Linked DNA regions of Arachis hypogaea: region 1 is linked to region 2. The links are chromatin contacts, called in public Hi-C maps. All regions are on one chromosome and are shown on one strand. The core of a region is the stretch at or near the end of the contact, and the rest is flanking DNA. Distances in the headings are between cores, read along the strand shown. Region 1 holds the start of LOC112702805 (asparagine synthetase [glutamine-hydrolyzing] 1). Region 2 has its middle 17 kb from the start of LOC112702804.

Region 1 (3,834 bases), core at 738-3,237, 73 kb before region 2:
AATATTTAAACATGTTTAGTCATATAAGCAAATTTTTTTATGCAATTTTATACTATTAGAATTCAGATTGAATAGGTCTAATTCAACTCCAAACTATTTCACAAAATTAAAATATCTATACTTTTTTTAGATCCAAAAATAATTATTTAAAATTCTTACATTTACAAATATCTTAAGGGTCTCTCTAAACTTTATAGTTGCTAAGCAGTTATAACTAGTAAGTACTTTTAATTATATGTTTCTCAATCGTCATTCCTTTTTGGATTTTTCCCATCAAATTTTTTACCAATAATTGAATTTCAATTTCGACCCCACATGTAACATGCCCACTTGTTTATCCTAATAATAGGTGATGACTACCTTAGAATATAGTAATTTCATGTTATTTTTCGTAGTTGCCCACTAATCTTGTGTCCTTATTATAATTTGACACACAAACAAGGAATCCCAACATAAAGTCGTAAATATAATTTCAACTCCTCAATAATGAACTCATATATTCCGTTAAAATATTTGATTGAGTAGACACCACCATCAAACTTGAAGCTAGGAATTCAAGTGTATTATGTCACTTAATGTCCAATATATAATTAGTTCTCATATCACTATCCAATCCAACTCATAACAATATTAATATCACTATAATGTTCACATAATTTTTTGTATACTTTGGTATTAAAATTTGCCACGGCCTACACATGAAAGTCACAGTCACAGAAGATATAGCACATGATGAAAACAAACAAAAGTTTCTGCTATACCTATCGTCATCATCAGCAATTCAGTCTGTACTTATTAAAACCAAATACTTATAATTAGAACAAAGTTCCGGGAATCAAAAGTGCCAAATTCATACATATCATCATCTACTTCATTATTATCTCTATACGTGATAATAGGATTAATCCTAGTAGATATAATATATTGTCTCGTATAAGCATAAGAATTTCAACTTTGATAGACTTTCTTAAAGAATTTTAATTTGATATCACCAATATACATAAATTAAATATCCAAAATAAAACTTTAATTTTGACTTATTCCAATACAAAAAAAGTTACAGTTATATATATATAACTAAATAACTAATGCTATAGAACCAGTATAATTTATTATTTTTAACTAGTAATTAATTAATAATATTTAAAAATATAGACTAAAAATATAGAATTAGACTCTTGAACTAAAGATATTGGACTATTAACTAAAAGTGATGGCCAATATAAACTAAAATATGAGAGAGAGTAGATATACAAATTTTCTTTCTTAATATATTTTTATATTATATATAATTTTTATAATAAAATATTTTGTTAATTTCGGAAACTAAATCCATGACCGTTTATTATGGTGCAATATATTTATCATCTTCATGAGTCTCAAATTTATTATTATTATTATTCATATTTAATTTATAAAAATAGACTAATAATAATCACGTCATCAGTATCTTTTAATGCACTAATATACTATAACGATTCCATTATTGTACCCTGTTAATATGAAATTCAATATTAGCACATAAATTTAACTATTGGTAACTCTCAACTATACATATATAGTAAACGACGAGGTTGATTAGTTCATAAAAGGGAAGAAGCTAAGACTTTGGTTTCATGAGTAGTAGGGAAAAGTATATATATGCATATTTGGAATTAATTAACACATAATTAAGAAACCATATATAAAAAGTATGTATGTAGAAAAAAGAATGATTGCCTGCGAGAAAGCTCAAGGACGCGGACCCTTTTGGCTTGAGAGTCATCAGAGCAACCAAGGACAGCAAGAATACCACACATTTTTTATGATCAAAGCTAATAAGAAACAGAAAAGAAGGAAGAAAAGAAAATGGAAGATAATTAATAACACAATGCAAGGTAGGGTGCAGAGTGGTTTGATACACCGCGCTTGTAAGAACACATATTTATATGCAAAATATGATGTAGGATTTGGACCCACCATATGCGTATTGAATGATGCTCACTCCGAAATGACGTCGTTTTTAGTTTTGATATTCGTGGTTACCGGCAACTGGGTGGTCCTGTAACACTAAACCAAAGAACCCGGGACCACCGCCTTCTTCGTTCATCATCGTGCCACGTGGTGGGACGTGCAGTGGCGGAACCAGAAATTTCATAAGAGGGGGGCCAATTAAATATAAAATATAACAAAAAATTAACAAAATATGATTTGTAGCATATATATCAAAAAAGTAATTATATTATATAAAAGTCAATGTTCAACTACATACTTTAAGATTTTGATATTTTTAAACTTGCTCGACGATGCTTCATGGAACTAAAATCATCAATTATCATCTCTGAAGTGAATTTTGAAGCAATTTCCTTTCAATATATACAATCATACAATCTGCTAAAAATTCATCTTCCATCTTGTTTCGAAGCCTTGTTTTAATAATCTTCATAGCTGAAAAGGCCCGTTCAGTTGTTGCTGTTGTCACAGGAAGAGTCAAAACAAGACGAATTAATCTATCAATTAAAGGATATATATTTGATTTTCCTGTCTCTGTCAATTTTTGACACAATTCAGCAAGAGTAGACAAATTCTGAAAATCTGGAGCTTTAACCACATCAAGTTCATAATGTTGTAACTCATAATCCAATTGAATCTTTTCTTGCTCAGAAAAATCTAAAGAATAGAAATTCTTTACAAGATTGCATATGTTGCAAACACTGAATAACTTGAAAGCATCTTTAGGATCTAGAGATGTACTCAGTATGAGGAGCTCGGTTGCTTGCTCACTAAATCTACTATTTAGCTCTTTCAATTGAAAATCTATCACGCTAGTAAAAATGTCAACACGATAGTGGTGTTCAACAGTGACAACATCCTTTTTACGACGAGACCGAATTATGTCACTAAAAGAAGCACCCATATCAGGTATCTGAATAGCATGATCATTGCAGAAAGAACTAACTTTCTCCAAAAGTGCTCCCCAACTACTATCTCTTAACTGTTGAATCAATGACTTTGTACTAGAAACCAGATGCATAACATTCAAAATGTCTTGAGATTTTTGTTGCAATGCTTGACAAAGTTTATCAGTGATTCCCATGATTTCTTTCATCATATGCAAAATGAAAACAAAATCAAATGATAATAAAGATTTAAGAGCATAAGTAGCATCACCACGTTGAGAATATGTAGATCCATTAGTAGCCAAATCTTCCAGAACTGAAGTTGTTGCTCCAAACATACGTAAAAGGCTACAAATTGAGTTGAAGTGAGAGCTCCACCTGGTATCTCCTGATCTTTTTAATGTGCCAATTTGATTTGCTCCTCTTCCTGTTTCAATTTGATTAGTTGCAACTAAATGGGAAATTTCAGTTGCATAAGCAGATCGTAATTCATCATTGCGTTTGCAAGAAGAGCACACAACATTGATAATATTACTCAAACTTTGGAAAAAAGCATGAACATCAACAACTTCTTTAGCCGCAGCAACAAGAGCTAGCTGTAATTGATGAGCAAAGCAATGAACATAATATGCATAAGGACATTCTTGAATAATTAAAGCTTGTAACCCTTTCCACTCTCCACGCATATTACTAGCTCCGTCATACCCTTGACCTCGAACATTTTGAATGTTGAGATTGTGATGAGATAATGCAGAACAAATCTCTTGTTTTAGAGTAGCAGAAGTAGTATCTTTGACATGAACAACATCTATTAGCCTTTCTTTGACAAATCCATGCTTATCAACAAATCTAACAACAAGTGCCATTTGTTCTCTTCTAGATTCATCTCTAGCTTCATCAACAATCAAACAAAACTTTGCATTACCAATCTCATTGCGAATTTCATTTTGCACCT
Region 2 (3,592 bases), core at 941-3,440:
ATCGAGCGATGTGCTCGACTGCCGACTCTCCACTCTCACCTGCAAACTTAGTGAGAAATTTAGGAGTTTTGACTCTCCGAAAAAGTTTAACCTGTAAAATGTAATCAGAAAAGAAAGATATAAAATAAGGTTGGTTTGTTACCCCAATATTTAATCCTGTTTGATTCAAGATTTGCTCAATAGGTTGAGTTATATTTGACCATAAGCTTGAGCAGCATTGTTTGCTCTCGCTTTGTTCAAAATCCCATTCAAATCATCTCTAGGAGGATTATTACCATGAACTCCCCCAAAAGGTTAGGCTATTGGTCGATTCATTGATTCCGCAATATCATCGACTCGTCAAGCAACTTGCTCTATTCTGGCATTGTTATTTTCTAACATTGGAGTTAATATTGTATCTATCTATTAATTCAGCATATTTACTAGATCATGATGGATATCTTCGATTTGTTGTCTAAATATAGCTAAAGACTCGACTATATTAGGCGAAGATGTCCTTACAGGTATCTTCCTTGATAACTCCGGCAATATTGAAGTATGGGTCCCTCCTATCGACACCCTAGGGACTCCTACACCCTGTGTCGAAATGACATTCAACATTGTAAGAATAGATTGTAGTATAAGAACAGTCGTAAGATATAGAAGGTTGTTTATTAAGGGTTGATAGGCATTATAATTTGCCATGTAAGGGTAGTATTGAATGTCTGTACCCATTGAAGGAAAACTTGATGGAGGTGTCTGACTATATAAAAGATTATTTTTTTTATAGTGTTAATACCTCAAGCATATATGGCATTAGGATTCTTCAGAGGCAGTAAATAGTTTGGAGGTAGTCTATATTAAGGCCATTTGACGGTTATGGCAGTTGAAATATATTCTGTCGACCGTTGACTCGAAAGACTGGTCAAATAGACTGCCTCTATTTCAGGGCTTCTAATGGAATTTTTACTATCATTATTCGACGTATCTATCGAAGTTGAAACTCTATCTGTCATGATTAATTTACCACTGCGTAAATGCATACACAAATTTAACCCGGGATCCCACTAGGCGTACCAATTTGTTTCACTCAATTTTTGTAATCTCGACAGAGTGTCTCAACAAGGTGTTAAAATTGAGCTTGTATCAAGATCTTAAATATTGGGGAGTCATGCTCTTCTGAAAAAAGAGTGGGTTGATCCGGAAATTACTTAATTATAGTGTCAAAACAATTTTACGTAGGAATCACCAGTGGTTAAATAACAAGGGAATAAACAATTAGATAAAGAAGACAACGAAAGTGTAAAACATTGATCAAAGCAAAATAATAACAAAATTTAAATGAAATAAACGTCAATGAATCAAATAAGTAAAAGAAAACAAGTTAAAAATTGACTTCTAACACTCACATGCACTTGCACTCCATATTCTTCCGTTGCGTCACGGAGACTGGGAGGGAATCTATGAGTTTATGTGATGATTTAGTGTTCTTAGTTGAAGTTCCAAAACTCTTCTAAGTTTCTATTACTTACAGGCCATGAAGATGAACTTGTCCTGACCACGAGGAATTTTGATCCTCAAATTTTGACATCTACGTCTCTCTTTGTCTTCAAGTCCCATGTCTCTTTAGCTTACTCCTTGAATTCTGCGTCCATGTTCTCCACTTAGTTTTGATGGTTGAGTAGTAAACCTTGATACTTAAGGAAATGTAATAACTACCTTTCGACTTTAACGCTCTTTGTACCATCTTTTTTTTTTATTTCTGTTTTATCCCGTTTTGTTTCAGTAATTGAAATCTTTAGTAGTCGAAACGTCTTTCTTGTCAAGAGAGATCTATTTTTTGTACTAAAAAAGATTGAACATGTGAAAGGTAAACCAATTCAAATAATATACACACAATTTTTTAACATATAAATTAAAATAAAATAAATTAGAGTTACTTACACAACTTATATATAAAAATATTTAAATAATTTTTTTTTTCAAAAATTTTAGGGATTTCTATAGATCAATCCGCCCTATTTCCAGTTATTTGTGGGAGCGAATTCCTATTTCCGTAAAAATTTTATGGTCCCCATTAGCCTCCTTATCACGAATAATTTTTGGTGCGAATTTTTTTTTTTTTGTCGTCTCTATTAATGATGATCAACTTAATTACATATTCTAAGTATAAATCAGATATCATGTGAAGCTTCCTATAAGACCCTGCAACACAACCGTATTTGTCCTTTTTCAGAGACACTTGTTAAATAATGCATTTGAACAACTTAAATCTATAGGTATAAAAAATTTCTCTTATCTACATCATAAAATTGGCCTTAAGAAAAAAGAGGTAATTGAAGAAAGTTACTGTAACTATGTAAGTTGGTCAATCCGAAAGTTAGAACCGTGGTAACTGGTAAGTGTAATTTAGACAATGATGATAAGAACTGTAGTTAGTTCAATTTTTTCTATCCAAAACAATAAAAAAATTTCACATACCAGCAAACTCGAAAACTAGTAAAAGCCCAAAATTTCAACAATCTCACAAGTTTAAAACTCAGCTGTAAATGAAACCTGTCCAAAACAAACCCAAATCAAATTAGCTTTTTGTTTTTGTCTTAATCAAATGAGCCTTAGAAATGATCTTTTATGGGGTCTCTATTCGCTTTATCTTTGTTTGTTGTTCTTTAGTTTCATTTTTGGACCTTTGGCCCTTTTCTGTAGCTTGAAATATATTTATCCTAAGAACAATTAAAACTTCGCTGTTTTGTTGCCTATGTTTTTTTCTTTTTTTCTTTTTCCTTTTGGGTGTTCCGTTTTTTTCAGTTGGGTTTCTTTTGGGTTTTCGATCCCTTCTTAAGTGGTGAAGCTTGAAGAGAATTTTTGAAGGAACCAATAATTTAAATATAAAATTATATAATGATATTTATATTTAAATTTTAACATAATTTTTGGTGGAGTTTCGAAGGTTACAACTTGTGAATTCTTCATCAAATCTACATAAATATAATCAAGTATTATTGAATATTTTAATATTTTGTCTTAAAGAATTAAATTAACAAACCAATAAAAATATAAATAGTACTAAATAAAATAAAATCTTAATTTCAATCCCACTAATTGCAGCATAAAAATTGGAAAGTCCTGCAACCTGTGTCTTATGACTTGTCCTAAACTTTAAAGGCTTTAATCTATTAGTAAATTAGTCAAAATCCAAAATTAAAAGGTTATTGGACTAATTTGTAATAATAAAAAAAGAATTTATCTATTTTATATTAAGATTGTAAATTAAAATTTTTTATTAAAAACATAAAAAATTTAAATTTTATATTTATTAACTAAAAAATTTTAATTTTTTTAATAATAAATTAAGAATACATGTCAACTAAACCCTAAAAAAAATAACAAGTGAACGAGAAATATTATATATTATGACACCACTAATATTTTTCACAAACTATTGGAGCAGGTGCATGTGCAAAGCTATGCCATTGCCCTTCTTGTACTTTTTTATTTTTTGGACTGGGACCCTTTTTGTACCTTTAAACAAATATTTATGTGCAAGAATATGTAGTACTTATTGTAATTTTTAAACTTGTGAGATTTTATTGTATTGAAGTGAATCCTAAAA

Evidence for each region. Hi-C and Micro-C count contacts between places; a contact is called where the count stands out from the background.
Region 1: a Hi-C map of an unstated tissue shows a contact between it and region 2, with 5 times the contacts expected there. The contact joins the promoter of LOC112702805 here to the enhancer-like site in region 2. A contact is called at or near these places in 2 of 8 Hi-C or Micro-C datasets (leaf and an unstated tissue).

The regions. Positions count from the first base shown.
Region 1 is chr7:22,708,718-22,712,551 of arahy.Tifrunner.gnm2.J5K5, reverse strand. LOC112702805 (asparagine synthetase [glutamine-hydrolyzing] 1) reads right to left here and starts at 1,987. Exons shown (of 13, transcript XM_025753983.2): 1 at 1,720-1,987. The coding sequence starts at 1,799. It overlaps LOC112701285, which reads right to left. Exons shown (of 3, transcript XM_025752064.2): 2 at 2,703-3,834; 3 at 2,640-2,649. The coding sequence ends at 2,640.
Region 2 is chr7:22,635,884-22,639,475 of arahy.Tifrunner.gnm2.J5K5, reverse strand. No RefSeq gene overlaps it. Among protein-coding and RNA genes, the nearest start is that of LOC112702804, 17 kb to the right of the region's middle. Within about 2 kb of position 2,190, at least 3 of the 3 cell types and tissues checked have open chromatin away from gene starts, as enhancers often do.